Regions from separate parts of the Callithrix jacchus genome. Here region 2 is linked to region 1. A link is a contact called in public Hi-C data. All regions are on one chromosome and are shown on one strand. The core of a region is the stretch at or near the end of the contact, and the rest is flanking DNA. Distances in the headings are between cores, read along the strand shown. Region 1 holds the start of ZNF318 (zinc finger protein 318). Region 2 holds the start of LRRC73 (leucine rich repeat containing 73).

What was found. A called contact is a pair of places that touch in the nucleus more often than the background predicts.
Region 2: a contact with region 1 is called in a Hi-C map of skeletal muscle, with 3 times the contacts expected there. The contact joins the promoter of LRRC73 here to the promoter of ZNF318 in region 1. A contact is called at or near these places in 2 of 3 Hi-C or Micro-C datasets (induced pluripotent stem cells and skeletal muscle).

The regions. Positions count from the first base shown.
Region 1 is chr4:51,851,846-51,859,330 of calJac240_pri, forward strand. It overlaps ZNF318 (zinc finger protein 318), which reads right to left and starts at 3,978. Exons shown (of 11, transcript XM_035295700.3): 1 at 3,413-3,978. The coding sequence starts at 3,814.
Region 2 is chr4:51,991,455-51,998,778 of calJac240_pri, forward strand. It overlaps LRRC73 (leucine rich repeat containing 73), which reads right to left and starts at 2,467. Exons shown (of 6, transcript XM_078369246.1): 1 at 1,639-2,467; 2 at 882-1,121; 3 at 409-531; 4 at 1-39. The coding sequence starts at 945. YIPF3 (Yip1 domain family member 3) reads right to left here. Exons shown (of 9, transcript XM_078369245.1): 2 at 7,282-7,324; 3 at 7,004-7,110; 4 at 5,667-5,712; 5 at 5,438-5,530; 6 at 5,186-5,317; 7 at 4,875-4,988; 8 at 4,554-4,677; 9 at 3,960-4,433. The coding sequence ends at 4,285.

The DNA of each region.
Region 1 (7,485 bases), core at 2,728-5,227:
TTGCAACCCTCCAGATCTTGTGAGCAGAGGTCACCTCCCTTCTCAGAGATCTTGCACAAGTCCTCTTGACAAGACCCTCATGCCACCTTCATGTTGAGAAGGCATTCATGGGACCAAAGCAGTATTTCCTGCTCTGTAACCACCTCAAGGTGTTCCAAGGTTTTACAGCTTCCAAGGTTTTACAGAGCTCTCAGATGGTCTTTACCTTAGGCCTCCTGTTGCCACCTGATTTCTATTTTACTGCACCAATATTTGATATAACTTAGTTTGGGGTATAAACTTCAGTGTACAATAAGCAAAGCAAGCTTATAATTATTTAACTAGAAATAACATAGGTCTGCCCCTGGACATCTTGACCCGCACAAAAATAAAGCATTTCTAAAAAATTATCACTTTCTCTAACTCTCCTCAACAGTGACCTCTCATTCTGACTGGGCATGGGAAAAGAGAGGTCAACGTCCCTGCTCTCAGAACCTACACATTTTCTAGTGAAGGAGGTAAGTCAAAAACAAGTTTAAAAAAAAAGTACTTCTAAGGCCAGGCGCGGTGGCTCAAGCCTGTAATCCCAGCACTTTGGGAGGCCAAGGTGGGTGGATCACGAGGTCAAGAGATCAAGACCATCCTGGTCAACATGGCGAAACCCCGTCTCTACTAAAAATACAAATTAGCTGGGCATGGTGGCGCACGCCTGTAATCCCAGCTACTCAGGAGGCTGAGGCAGGAGAATTGCCTGAACCCAGGAGGCAGAGGTTGTGGTGAGCCGAGATCGCACCATTGCACTCCAGCCTGGGTAACAAGAGCGAAACTCCATCTAAAAAAAAAAAAAGTACTTCTAATAAGTGCTATAAAGTCATTAAACATGATATCATAAAAGGAGTTACTTCAGATAGAATGGTTAGAAAAGGCATCAGGTGATAACCTGAGGCCTGAATGATGTTAGCCTTGCAAAGAACAGGTAGAAGGATGTTTCAGACAAAGGAAAGAATCACCTCAGTATTGAGCTTGGTATGTTTTAAATAACAGAAAAGCGGCCAGTGGGGCTGCAAACAAAGTGACAGAAGAGGAAAAGATAGGGAGAAACCACAGTTGGGAAATTTGGGTTTTATTCTTAGTGCAATTAACAGCTACAGAAGGGTTTTACACAGGATAGTGATCATCCGACTACATTTTTCCTCCAGATGATTGCACAGCACACCCTCACCTCTTTCAGATCTTTTTATTCAAAAATCACCTTTCCAGGAGGCTGACTACTCTATCAAAAATTTTAACTCCCAAGGCTGGGCACAGTAGCTCATGCCTGTAATCCTAGCATTTTGGGAAGTTGATGAAGGAGAATCACTTGAAGTCAGCAGTTTGAGACCAGCCTGGGCAACATAGTGAAATCCCTCCCCACACTAAAAATTAAAAAAATAAAATAAAGTCAGCTAGGATGCTGGTACATATATGTCTGTAGTCCCAACTACTCCTGAGGCTGAGGTGGGAGAATAGCTTGAGCTTGGGAGTTTGAGGATGCAGTAAGCTATGTTCACACCACTACACTCCAGTCTTGGTGACAGAGCAAGACTCTTATGAAAAACACACACACACACACACACACACACACACACACACATTGTAACTCCCTTCTCTATTTTAGTTCTTCTTAGTCTTTCTTAGTACTTAAGTACATTTAACAAACCATGGCATTCATTTCTAACTTTATATTATCCAACTCTCCCTGCTAGAATTTTAACTCTCTATAAGGACAGGAGTTTTTGCCTGGTTTGTACTTTGTTGTATCCCCAGATAGTCCAGAACAGTGCCTAATACAAAGTAGATGCTTAATAAATAGATGTCAAATGTATAAAGGGAGGGCTTAAAAATCATGTTGATTTCTGTGTACAGAATAAACTGGAAGGTAGCAAGAGTGGAGTGCAAAGGAGCCCAATGCAGCAACCCAGGAAAGAGATAACAAGGCTTAGACCAGAGTGATGGCAGGAAGGCAGTTTTGGGGACATATTCCAGAGGTAAAGCTAATGGGTTAGACAGATGAGGTAATCTAACAAATTAGATATGGAGAGATGGGAAATAATGACTGTTTCTGATGTAAGCATGGATGATGCTATTTACTAAAACAGAAAAGACCAGAGTAAATAAATTGTGCATTGGAAAAGAAAAGAATGTTGTGGAAACAAGCATTCTATTTTTGTTTCCTCTGTAGTGACTGTCACCCACCCTGGCACTGCTCAACTGAAAATCGTAACATAGTGACAATTCACCCATGACCAAAGTACTCACAGTACTTAGATACACGTTAGAGAGACACTCAAAAAAGTAGAACTTTGTTACTAAATTTTTAAAAAGAGGCCAGGCATGGTGGTGGGCGCCTGTAGTCCCAGATACTTGGGAGGTTGAGGCAGAAGTGCTTGAACCCAGGAGGCGGAGGTTACAGTGAGACGAGATCACGCCACCGCACTCCAGCCTTGGCGACAGAGCGAGACCCTGTCTCAAACAATTAAAAAAAAAAAAAAACAACTAAAAATAAAACAGATCCCTAAACACCAGCCTCTATCTAGAGGATCTCTTGGAGTGGTGGTTATGGTTAAGGTCAGTATTATTTCTAAAACTAAACAATCTCATGCTCTGTTCCTGTAGCAGTGAAATACAGCAGTTAAAATCATGGGTTTGGAGAACCAGGCAGCTCTGAGTTGAATCACAGCTCTACCACCTAGCCATGTCACCTTGGTCGAGTTACCTGAACCTCTCTGAGTTGGCTCCTCGACCGTACAACAAGGGATATTAACTGCCTCACTTCGAAGAGTTTGGAGGGTTTAAAGAATGTGTAAAGTGAAAGACTAGGCATAATTTCTAACACAGAACTCGGTAAGAAGTAGTGGCTATGACAATGACCGTGGTTCTGCACATTTATTCCGGAGAAGCAGCTCCAATTCATTTAAGCTAGCAGTTTACACTCTAGACGTCTGGCCTGGTAGGGTTCAAGCGTCCCTAATTCGCCACCAAAAAAAAGTACCATTTCGGGTTTTTTTTCCTAAGATCCAGCTGGGGCAGCTCAGGTGTAAGGGGATGAAAACTACGGAACCCCGACGACACGCCAACGCTCCAAAAAGTACCAAGGCACACGGTTTGGAGAAATGTCCCTAGCCTTGGCAAACTTTCCACACCTCACCCGGGGTGAGAGAAACAGCTATTCCTAAAGAATGGGGCGCGCACTCCCGACCAGGCGCCCGTGCGCTCCCGAGTCCGTTATTGTGTCAACGCTCCCGGGTCTGACAGGCTCGTCATCCCCGAGGGAATTGGCCGGAGGCTCCGCGCTTAGGACTCTGGCCTGGAGGCCCTGGGCGTTCCTGGAAACGGGAATTCCGGGCTAGGGAGCTGGGGGACGGAGGGAGTCCCGGACGAGGGGTGGGATTACCCGGCTGCCGCTGTCGCCTGGATGGTCTCCGCGGCCGTCCCGGGCATAGTCGGCGCGGGACTCCCCTCGGCTGCTGCCTCTGAAGCCTGCCGGGCCCGGCGGGAAGAGTCGTCGGCCCCGTGGTGGCGACGGGGAGCCGCGACGGGCTCGAGGAGGAGATGGGGAGACGCGACGACCCCGCGGCGGGGACGGCGAGGCCCGGCGGCCGCGGTGCCCTGAGGGCGAGCGGGGTCGGCGAGCCGGGGTCCGTGACGAGGAGGAGCCGGAGGGCGGAGGCGGCGGTGAGCTGCGGCGAGCCGGGCCTGAGGAGGAGCCGGAGCTTCGGCCGCTGCGCGGGCCGCCCCCGCCGTCGTCTTTAGGCCGGTGGGAAGAGACGGAGGAGCGGGCGCTGCTGCGGTACATGGTTCTCGTAGCGGCGGCCACGGCGACCGCTCGGACCCAGGGGCGCCCTAGATGCAGGCCCGGAGCGCGCCGCCGCAGCTGCCGCCGCCGCCACCTCGACCGCTGCGCGCCGCCCCAGCAGCTGGAGCAGCCCCCTCCCCTCGGCCCCGCGTCGCCCCTGGGGCCCGGCCGAGCGCGCCCGCGCGGCCAGCGGTTGAAGAGCGCGAGCACGCGTCCGACACACCCCCCCTCCCCCCGCCTCCGGGGTTCCCCGTTCCTCCACTCAGGGAGCGGCCGCAGGAACCAAGAAAAGTGAGGAGGAGCACAGACAACGGTACGAGGCTAGGCGAGAGGAGGGGAAGCGAAGCGCGCGCCCTGAGCTCTGCACGCCCCGCCTCCGACCCCGCAAGATGGCGGCCGCTGAGCCACCCACTTCCACTCCCCCGGCGGCCACGTGACCCCCGGGGCCTCCGCGCGGGGTGGGCGGGGCGGAAGGGAGGAATTCTCAGCCTGGTTTTCCCGGGATGCTCCAGGCCTCGGGACTTGGCGGTTTGGAAATCTGGGGCAGCTCTTCGCTCTTACCTGTCGCCCCTTAAGCATGTTAATTTAGGAATGGACACGAAATGGTTGTAAACCATTCGTGAGACTATAAACAGGCCTGAAAACGTTAGCTTGTCCGAGGTCGCGGACCTCGGCAAGAGCTCCCACCGAAGTCCCCGTCGCCTGCGGAAGCAGCACGACTCACATCAGTTTACTTTCCAGTTTGCCTAATTTCTGGAGGTTGAAATTGAGGGTAGGAGAGTGCGAGATGGAGGTGATGGTCGAGAATCAAACCCCAAATAGACATCAGTAAGTTTTCGAGCTGTTTTCTGACTAGTACTTGTGGTCTTGGTGGAGGGCCCTCACTACCAGGGCCCCACATCATGACAGACTGGAGGCCTGTCGAGTTTTTTGTAGAAGATTCAGGCATGCCTCCTCCACCTGCCTTAAGTCCAGGATTTTCCTATATGTCAGTCTCAGGGCTCTGCATCCTAAATACAAAAGTGGGCCAGGTGCGAAGGGTCACGCCTATAATCCCAGCATTTTGGGAGACCGAGGCAGGAGGATTGTTTGAGCCTGGGAGTTCAAGACCAGCCTGGGCAACATCGAAGGACCCGCATTTCTAAAAAAAAAAAAAAAAAAAAAGAATTGTCAGGTGTGATGGCACGCGCCTGTACCCCAGTTACTCGGGAGATTGAGGCTGCAGTAAGCTGTGATCATGCCACTGCACTCCAGCCTGAGTGACAGTGACACTGTGTCTCAAAAAAAACATCTATGTATATACCCATTTCCATGTTTTTTGATGGCATATACTCAGTAAAAACGTTTGAAATTTTCACTAGTTGACTTCTTTCACCCAGCTTCACGTTTTATATAATTTATATAAAATAAGACACCAATAACTTAATGAAAAAAATAATAATAATCTGCCTGAGTGTATGCCCTGTCTTTATTAGCATATATATGGATTTTGGTTACCCATACTTTTGGTGGGACCTAATAAATGTAAAGAAAACGTAAATCAGTGTGTATAGATACTTGGAGTCAATAAATTTTAAATCATGTTTGTTATATTCTGTATCAACTTTTCCTCCCCAGTCTGTTTCTAATATTGAGTGTTTTTATCAAAGGAGCTGGGAGGTTTCAAGACAGGGAGAGGAGACATGGTGTATAATCAGAAAACTCTTCTGCTTCCCCATCACACTTGCTCTATGCATAGTTCATGTGTCCTGCATGAACTCTCTTGCAGATCCTTTCACTTTTCAAGTGTTTTTCAGTCAAGAGAGTAGTCATATTGCAGAAGTGAAAACATCTAGTACAGAATAACAAAACTGTAAACTTTATTAAGGCTAAAGGTTCTCCCCTACCCCTGCTCTTACCTGTTTCAGACTTGAAGCTTGCTGTATTAAAGGTGGTATGGTAGGCTTCTCCACCTCCCTACCTTTGCTCTTCAAAGTTTGCTTCTCCTCTCCCACTGGCTAGCTGCTATTTCTGACCCTCCTCCTCCCAGGAGGAGAAGGGTTTGGAGGCAAAGAACACAGAGTTTCCTGGTTAGTGCAGGATGCTGTTATCTTCCAATATTGGTTCCCTGTGGGCATGGAGGAATCACACATGTTGGCCTTTCTCTTATACACCTTTGTGGGCTTTTTTAGAACTCTCTTGCTGGGAGCTAGGCAGTGGTCCTCCTCTGGTTCGATATCTATGACTCCCCTCCCCCAAGTATCTGGCCTTCTGGAGGATGCTTACCTCATGTAAAACTCACTCCCCTGTGGCAGAGAGTCCTTTTCCTCTCTGGTTATCTCTCATGGGAAGGATCCCTTTTAAATGACTCCACATTGGTTAGCTTGTAGGTCCGCTTGGCTCACAGGTAACTCATGCCTTTGCCCCAGTGTCAAGGGCAGTGCAGCTCACTCCCATGGCACCCACCTTATTCACCATCCCAGCAGTTAGCCAGCATCTTGCTTTCGGACTTCCCCCAGGTAGGGGTTAAGACACCATCCCTGTGGATCTCCAAACCCCAGGAGACACAAGCCAAATATCCTGAGGTTCTAATGGAAGCCTTTATCTCACTTGGCTTCAAGCAAGGGGAGAAACACCTCTCCCTCCCTAGAGTGACAAGAGAGGAAATACAGAGCCCACAGGTAAGTCTCCATCACAATCCTCTTTCTCTTATATAGACTGAATGTGGATGATTAGTAATGCTGGCAGACTAGTTCATATTCTATCATCACCCTTTAAGATGGGGGAATGGGAGTACCTGGCACCTGTTGTATTGCCTTCTGCTTTTGAGGCCTTTGTTGAAACTCCAGAGACAATAGGAAGAACCCAGTTAACATACTGTCACTATTGTCTGTCATCAAGAAATTTTTGAGACTCTCATGAAAATGGTGAGATGTGGAAAGGCTTTCACATACACACACACACACACCCCACCCCATAGTAGACGTATGGCAATGACATGTAAAACCTTAAAAGAGAAAAGGAGACCTAGGCTGTATGCTATGGACTGAATTGTGTCTCCCAACCCCCTGCCCCTGCCCACTACTCCAAATTATTTGTGAAAGTCCTAACCCCTGATGTGATGCTATATTTGCAGAAGAGACCTTTGAGAGGTAATTAGGGTTAGACGAGGTCATGAGGGTAGGGCTCCCATGATAGGATTAGTATCCTTATAAAGAGAGGAGGAGACACCCATGCCCCTCTCTGCTATGCAAGCACACAGTGAGAAGGCAGTGTCTATAAACCAGTAAGAGAGCACTCACCAGGAACTAAATTGGCTGGCACCTTGATCTTAGACATTCCAGCCTTTAGAGCTGTGAGAAATAAGCACCTGTTGTTGAAGCCACTCAGCTTATGGTATTTTGTTACAGCAGCTCAAGACAATTAATACACTCTGAAATGAGATAACCCCCTCCGCATGGAACTTGTGGGCTTTTAAATGAGTCTAGAAGCAAGGGTAGCAGTTAGAGATTTGGCTCCTGTGAGATAATGAAGATGTAAGTGCCTCTCAGGAGGTAGAGGACCTGGGCCAGATTTTCAACTTAAAGCCAAGTCCCTACATGCAAGCTGAACAAAATGACTGCCACCCTTCTGCTTGGGGGTACAGTTTCATGGGAATGTGTCATGTGGGTGGGAAGATAAAAACATTGACC
Region 2 (7,324 bases), core at 1,217-3,716, 140 kb after region 1:
AGGCCACAGCTACAGCCAGCATTCCTGCCACATGGTCACCTGGGGAGACAACACACATGCACACGTTCACATCATTCACACACATGCCTGCTAATCCTTACAGATAGCTTCCCCATTGCCTTAACAACTTTAGATAGTAACCCCTGGCCAGGAAACACAGACAATTGGTGGTCAGGAAGGGATCATTGTGATTGGTGAGCATGAAGCAAGTTAGGGCTCGGGTGGTGACTGATGCTTTGATCTAATTGTTGGTCACCTGGTCCTCCACATAGCTACCTCCTTGATTCCTGGAGGTTCTCCTGCCTCTTCCCTCTCCCAGTGTAGGGGTTACCATACCAACTGATGGCCCCAGGCTCTTGGATAGGGCATGAGGCAGTGAGAACCTAAGGGGATGTTCTTGAGCCTCACCCAGCGGGTTGTAATCCAGATTGAGGACGCGGACTTGGGAGCTGTGGGCCACGGCAATGGCGAGGCGGCTCCAGCCCTTAGGGGTGATGCCAGGGTTGGCACTCAGCGTTAGCTCCTTCAAGCCTGGGCAGCATCATAGCAAGAAACCAGAATAGGGAGAGTTAAGCCCTCCTCCAACCCTTCCCTACCCTCCCTGTGTCCCGGTGTCCTAGTGGCTGGGCACCACCTCACCCCCGCCCCCCCCATAGCGTTCCAGAGCATTAAGGAGACCGATGCCTCCCCTGCCTGCCCCAGCCTGCCTGGATTCCTGAGTTTCCATGCCACCCCTAGTCCTGCGCCTTCCTGAGAGGGTTAGAAAGACGTTCTCACCCACATCGTCAGAGCTCTGGGCTCTGGGCCACACCCCCTTCCCTCTGCATTTCGATGTTCATTGCTGCCACACTAGCCCAAGCCCTGAGCAGGGCCCTGCTCACCAGATTTGGCCCCGTCTGGGGGCAGGAGGCCACAGATGAGGTTGATGGCTTCATCACCCAGCATGCAGTCCCCCAGGTCCAGAGCCACGAGGGCAGGGTGAAGGGCCAGGGCTGGGTTCAGCAAGGCCAGCCCTGCATCTGTCAGGGGGCTTCCATGCAGGCTGGAGGGGAGTGAGAGCGGGATTACTGCAGGCTTCAGTCCTATCTACATGGGGAAGGGCACTTTCACTTCTGTCAGCCCTAGGGATGGGGAGGGCACACAGTCACAGCACTCGAGAGGCCCAGAAAAGGAGAAGGAAAGTTCTAGATTCTCAGGAAATATAAGTAAAAGGAGAATTCAGTTTGGTTTTCTGGGGCAGGGACTGGGATCCAGGATATTGCACAGGGAGAGGCAGAGAAGGGGTGGGTGGGTGGAGGACTGGAATTCTGCAGTGGGCAGGGCTCTCGTCCCCATGGGGGGATTCCCTCTTGGGAACCTAAGAGCTGCCCCAGAGAAGTAAATGCAGGTGATTAGGTGGGGAGGTATGGCCCCTACCCAATGTCAGGAAAGGGTGGGTATCCCAACTTGGGTGGGGTCGCGCTTAAAAATTCCAAGCGTGTGCTTGGAGGGTGTTTTGAAGGGCCGAGGCACGGTGTGTGTGCATAAGGTATGTGAAGGTAGGATGGTACTGGAAGGAGTGTGGAGAAACAGGAGGTGGCAGGGGAGTGCATGGAGGGATGCAGTGCCCGGGACCCCCTTGCGAGGGGGCGCACTCACAAGAGGGACTGGATGGAGCGGTTGGTCCGCAGAGCCTCAGCCAGTTGCTTGATGCGACTGGGGCTAGACACGACGCCCAGGTTAAGGTTGAGCTGCGCCAAGGACGTGGCCCCGGCCAGGGCCCGGCAGATGCGGCCGAAGTCGCGGTCGCAGAGGCGGCAGCCGCGCAGTGATAGCAGGCGCACGGCGTTGTCGCGCAGGCCGCGGCAGATGTCCCGCACCTCGGCTCCGGACAGCGGCTCCCCGGAAATCTGAATGGAGCTGGGCAGCATCGTGCCCTCAGCTGGGCCTCTGGGGCCGGCGCCGGAGCGGAGGTTGGCGGGGTCGCGGGCGGGGCCGGGAATAGGGCCGGGGTCAGGGTCCCGGCCGGGGTCGCGGGCGGAGCGGGACTCGGGGCGGAGGCAGAGGCGGTGGCGGAGGCGGAGGCTGCGGCGGGGGCGGAGAAGAGCGATCGGGACGGAGCCGGAGCCGGCCCGAGGTGCGGAGGCGTCCAGGGCGCTGGTCCGGCTGAGGTGGGGCGGTACTGGGGCGGGGGCGGCCCGAACGGTCAGTGTCAGGGCGTTGGGCTGGGCGCGTTTCGGGGGCTGGGCAGGCGTTGCTCGGCGCTTGTCCTTGTCCCTCGCGGTCGTGGCGGCAGCGGCTCAGGGCCTTCGGCTTACCGATCCTGGCTGGGAGGCCGTACCCTCTCCCTCCCTCTCTGCCGCCCGGCTCCCCCGACCACCCCGTGGGCCTGGCCGCACGGCTGGCTGAGAGAGCCCGAGGCGGGCGGCGGGCGGCAGCTCCGGCTCCGGCTCCAGCGGGCGAGCGGGCGGCGGGTTTCCATGGCAACGGCCGCGTCACCGCCGCTCGCCCCGCCCCCTGCCCGGCCACGGCCACGGCCACGGCCACGCCGGCCCACGAGGTTCGCGCACAAGGGGCGGTTCGGGGCAGGGAGCTGGGAGTGATAGGTCGCTCTTGCCTTGGGAGTGGGGTCAGCCAGCTGGCAGAAGGAAGGCGACAGGGCTGAGGCCTAGGACTTACAGGGTGGGGCATACTGGCGGGGAGCGGAATGAAGGCACGCCACGTGGAGATGGCGTTGGACAGTTACCGCTTTTTCTGCCTATTCTCCAGTCCTTCCGGTTCCTAAGGTCCAAACCCTCGCCACGATCCAGGACACTGTTCCCTTCTATTTGGAAGGCCCCAGGGCACTTTCATACGCACCTCGCCCCGCCCTCGCCCCCGTGACGCGAGGCGCAGCGTGAGTGGGGATCCCGGCCCACGGGGACTTCCCCGCTTGCTCCTCGCCAAAATGGCTGCCTCGCCAGGGCGGCCCCAGGGACCACGGCTGGGCACAGACAGCCGGAGTTGCTGGGGACAAGAGAACCCCAGAGGGTCCCTAGGGCAGGGGAGCCTCAGATAGATGCAACGTCCTGGTGCCACTCCTCCAGGTGCGCAGAGCACTGTTGACGTCTGAGGGTGTGTCCATGCCGGGAGACTGGGGCAGCCAATACAAAGGAGGGGCCGGGGCCAGGGCCCTGGAGCAGTGGTGAGGACGTGAAGGCGGCTAGGCCACCGGCACGGTACAGGCAACGCCGTCACAACTTTGTCCACTGGCCAGGGTGATGGGGACCTCGCTTGTGTAACACAAGACAAATGAAGGGCACCTCTGTTAGTCCCTTTGTTAGGAGGGTTAGATGCTGACCCAGATTTACTAGGAGAGGATTCTTTTCCATAAAACGTAATATTCAATGTAGTGAAGGGAGGTCAAAGGCCCTATTCCCTCTTAGCCACCTGAATTAACTTAGTAAGTGGAGCAGATAAAACACATGGTGGTGGTGGGGTGGCGCTATGTTAGGAGTGGTGGTTGGTTTTAAGAGGAAAGACAGAAAAACCGAAAGGAGCTAGCTCCAGTACCACCAAGGCAAAGCCAAGTTTGGCTTCAATTATGAGCTCCACAGGAAAATTATGCCCACAGTGCCCAGCTGCAGAAGATTTTCCTTGTTTTGACACAGGGTTTAAGTCGGGATGTTTTGTCCAATTGTCACTCCTTCATTGGTTTTCCAAGAGTGTAGCTGAGTGCAGACTCAAACTGGGTGCACTTTCCATCAGGCTTATGGTTTTTTGCTTGAGGCCTCCCTGCCCCTTCATGGGTCAGGTGTCCCCTGCCCTCAGGGGCAGGTGGTTCCATATTCAATCACTGCCTTCTCTGTAGTCTGGCCTGTCCCACCTTTATCCTGCTGGTTGAGGATATGAAGGGAACATACAATATTACCATGGCTGACAGAGCAGGAAAGTATAGAGGAAGTAAGGTAACAGGGAGGACCACTGGATCAGCTCTGCAGTTCCAGACTTCAATCAGCATTTTAATTACCAAGTCTATATTTAGCAAGACAATGTGGGAGAGATAAAGAGGAAGGAAGGGGTAGGAGGTGAGGGAGTCTCAGAGGAGCTGACCCACTTTGTGCACGGGCTGCAGAGCCTTGCAGTCCTGGCCAGGAGTTCCTGACCTTGTGCCCTTCAGAAGTGCCAACAGGCATCAAGGAGGTACTTAAGCAGCTACAGCTCAGTAGCAGCTGCAGACCCCATATGAGACATCAGGACTGTCCTTTAGTCTTCCTCCTCTCTGCAGCTGTGGTAGAGAGGACTGGCCAATAATTTCAGGTGGGGTCAGTGTGACTGCAGGGTCACAGCAATAGCCTTGGCTGTGGCATTGAGTATGGTGGTGGGAAGCCGAGCAGCAGGGAGCATGGCAGGGATGTCTCTGGGGACCCTCTGAATGGGTGGGATGTTGGGGCCCTCCAGTGTATCCAGGATCCCTGAAAGGAAGATGGAAGGTGAGTGAGGGTCAGATGGGGCCAGGCCACTATCATATCCTGCCTTTTGCCCTAGACAGCTGCTTTCCCATTCTCCCCCACCCAGACCTTCCTGCCACTTACCCTCTACCACTTTGTGGTAGGCAAAATGCAGATAGAGCAGGAAGAGCATGTGTAGGGCAGCCAGGGTGCCACAGAGGAGCAGCCGCTGTGTGGGGCCCACGGTCCGAGACACCAACACTGCTACCTAGGGACATGAGAATATAGCTCAAAGGGCCTGGCTCCAAAGTGAGGAGTGGGTACAAGACAACCCCACCCAGGGCAGAACCCTCTTTGAGCCCCTCCCTCCCATTTAGGGCTCTTTGTGAGATGGACAGCTCCAGGCTGTCTTCCCCAACTCCCTGGGAGGACATCCCACCCCTGGAAGCCTCTTGCCCGGCTTACCATGCGCATTGTGGACAGCCCACCCACCAAAAGCCAGAAGAGGTAGAAGAGGGCGTGGAGGTGGATGTTATAGGTGATGAACAGGACAATGCAGTGCCCGAAGAGGCCATAGCCCTGGGAAGGAGGATGGTGGAGAGGAAAATCACTCAGGTTGGGCTGGTTTCTGGCCCCTCATGGGGAGCCTGGGAAACAGATGGTCCAATGGCCCACTCCACCCATTCCAGGATCTGAGGCCCCAGGACAGATGCAGACCAAGACCTGGCTACTCTTTTTAACATCACCCTTGCCTACCACCATGCCAGGCTCCTTACCAGCAGTGCCAGCATCTGCAGCATGGTGATCTGGGCGTTGCACAGGTAGGCGAGGAAGTAAATGAAGGATGAGACGCCCAGCCAGTAGCCGAAGCAGGTGCCAATGGCTGTGCCCATCAGGGTGCCCTCCCGCTGTGGGGCGAAGGCTCTACTTAGTCCTAGGAGGCTTCTGAGCTCAGCCTCATCTAGGGCCTTCCACAGGGAGGCCCTACTTCAGCCACCCCCCGACCCAAAGTCCTCTGTCCTGCTTACAATAATAGTGTCAGATGTCTTCATCCCGTGGAGTAGGATGGCAACCAGTGTGAAGACCAGCATGAGAGGTCCATAGAGTTCACCTGCAATTTTCTGTCAATATACCAACTCATTCAGGCTGGAGGGTACAATGGCTTGTCTGTTTATACCTTCCCAGGCTTTGCCTGGTCGCCCCACCCTCTGCCCTGGTGCTTCACCCGGCTCTCCAGACATGCCACCCTCTATTCACCTGGGGGAAGTTGACCATCTTGATAGGGATCATGGACTCCAGAAGCCTGAGAGAGGAGAGGAGAGATGAAAGCAGAGACAGCACTAGGCCATGAAGTTCTGGAGGGCAAGGCCTGAATCTTACTCATCTCTAACTCCAGGGATTGGGGCCTGGCCTAGAGGACATGTTAGATGACAGGGGAGAACAGGGTAGTAAAGATATACAGGGAATGAGGAAATCATTTCCTTGCCCCTAAAATTACTTCCAGGAAGGTTAACCCTCTGAAACTTAGCTGACTGAAACAGCAGCTATGTGCAGAACTCAGCCCTGCTGGGCCTTCAGAGAGGGCCTGACCATGTATCTGTCACCCCGTCTCCCCTTGAAAAGACAGGCAGACCTCAGCAGAGAGTACCCAGAGTATTAGACTGTAATGGGGAAGCCCTAGAAAAGGTCTAGTCAGCTAGATGGAAGGTTTAGAATGAAAGGTGTTACTGAGGGAACAGTAAGAGTGCCTCCAGGCACTGTCGAGCATTTTCTTGAAAAACATATGTGGAGTAGTAAGAAAATTCAGTCACCGCTCCCCACCCCCGTCCCTGCCAAGGTGGCTAGCTCCTAATCATACCTTGGATTTTAGCTAGATTTTACTTCCTTTGGGAAACCTGCCCCGTCCCACCCACCAACCTGCTATGGCTCACATATCGATCCCGTGTACCCCATCATAGCATGAGGACTGTACTATAACTGTACTCAAGAGCAAGGCTCCCATCCATCTTCACCACCGAACCGGATACAATTAGCATAGGGTCTGCCACAGAGCAAATGCTTAATAAATACTTGCTGAGTGGTCCTGGGTATTTGCTTAGCACTGATTAAAGGATGAACAACAACAAACAAAACAAGCCAGGATTATATCTAGTTCTTGAAAAGTCACTCAAAAACTATGCCCTGATATTCTGGTTCAGAGACTGTTCTGGTGCTGGGAATAAAAAGATAAACAAGATAGAGCCTGCTCTGGGGGGAAAATTCCAGCAATATGAAAGGATGGCAGTGCTGAAGTGCTGTCTGTTGGAGGCAAGTGTTCTATAGGAATACCAGGAGAGAACAAACTGGGGATGGGATTGAGGAATGTGGAATAGGGGAAGTGACATCTGAGGTAGGTTTTGAGGGAAGATGAGTAGTCGGCTAGATGGAAAAGAGGAGGAAGGCGCTGTGTTATGATTATTTGTGTTCAATGACAGGTGCAGTGATGAGAGGTGATGAGGTCACGAAGAGGGGGAGCCCACCAGAGCACAGGGCTTGTAGAGTGCATGAAGGAGTAGGTATTAGGAGGGAAGCTTCTTCAAGAGAAGGCTCCTCACCTGCTTCGCACCTGGGCAGGCTCCACATCAAAGTAGGGTCTCAGGATGTCGATGTTGGCATACAAGCTGAAGGCCCTGGAGGCTTGTCTCTTCCCAGCCTGCCACATCTGAAGGAAGATGGGCATAGGTATTGTGGAACTCTTGGCATTAGACCCTGTTGCCTATTTTCCATTTGATTTCTACCAGGACAACCTGGGGCGACACACCAATACCAACTCCAGGACATGGGACACACCTAGGTTTACTTTTCCACCTGCAGGGGATTCCATCTTGCTTACCTGATCAGCCACCTGCCGGCTCAGCTGTCCCTTAAAGCCCTTC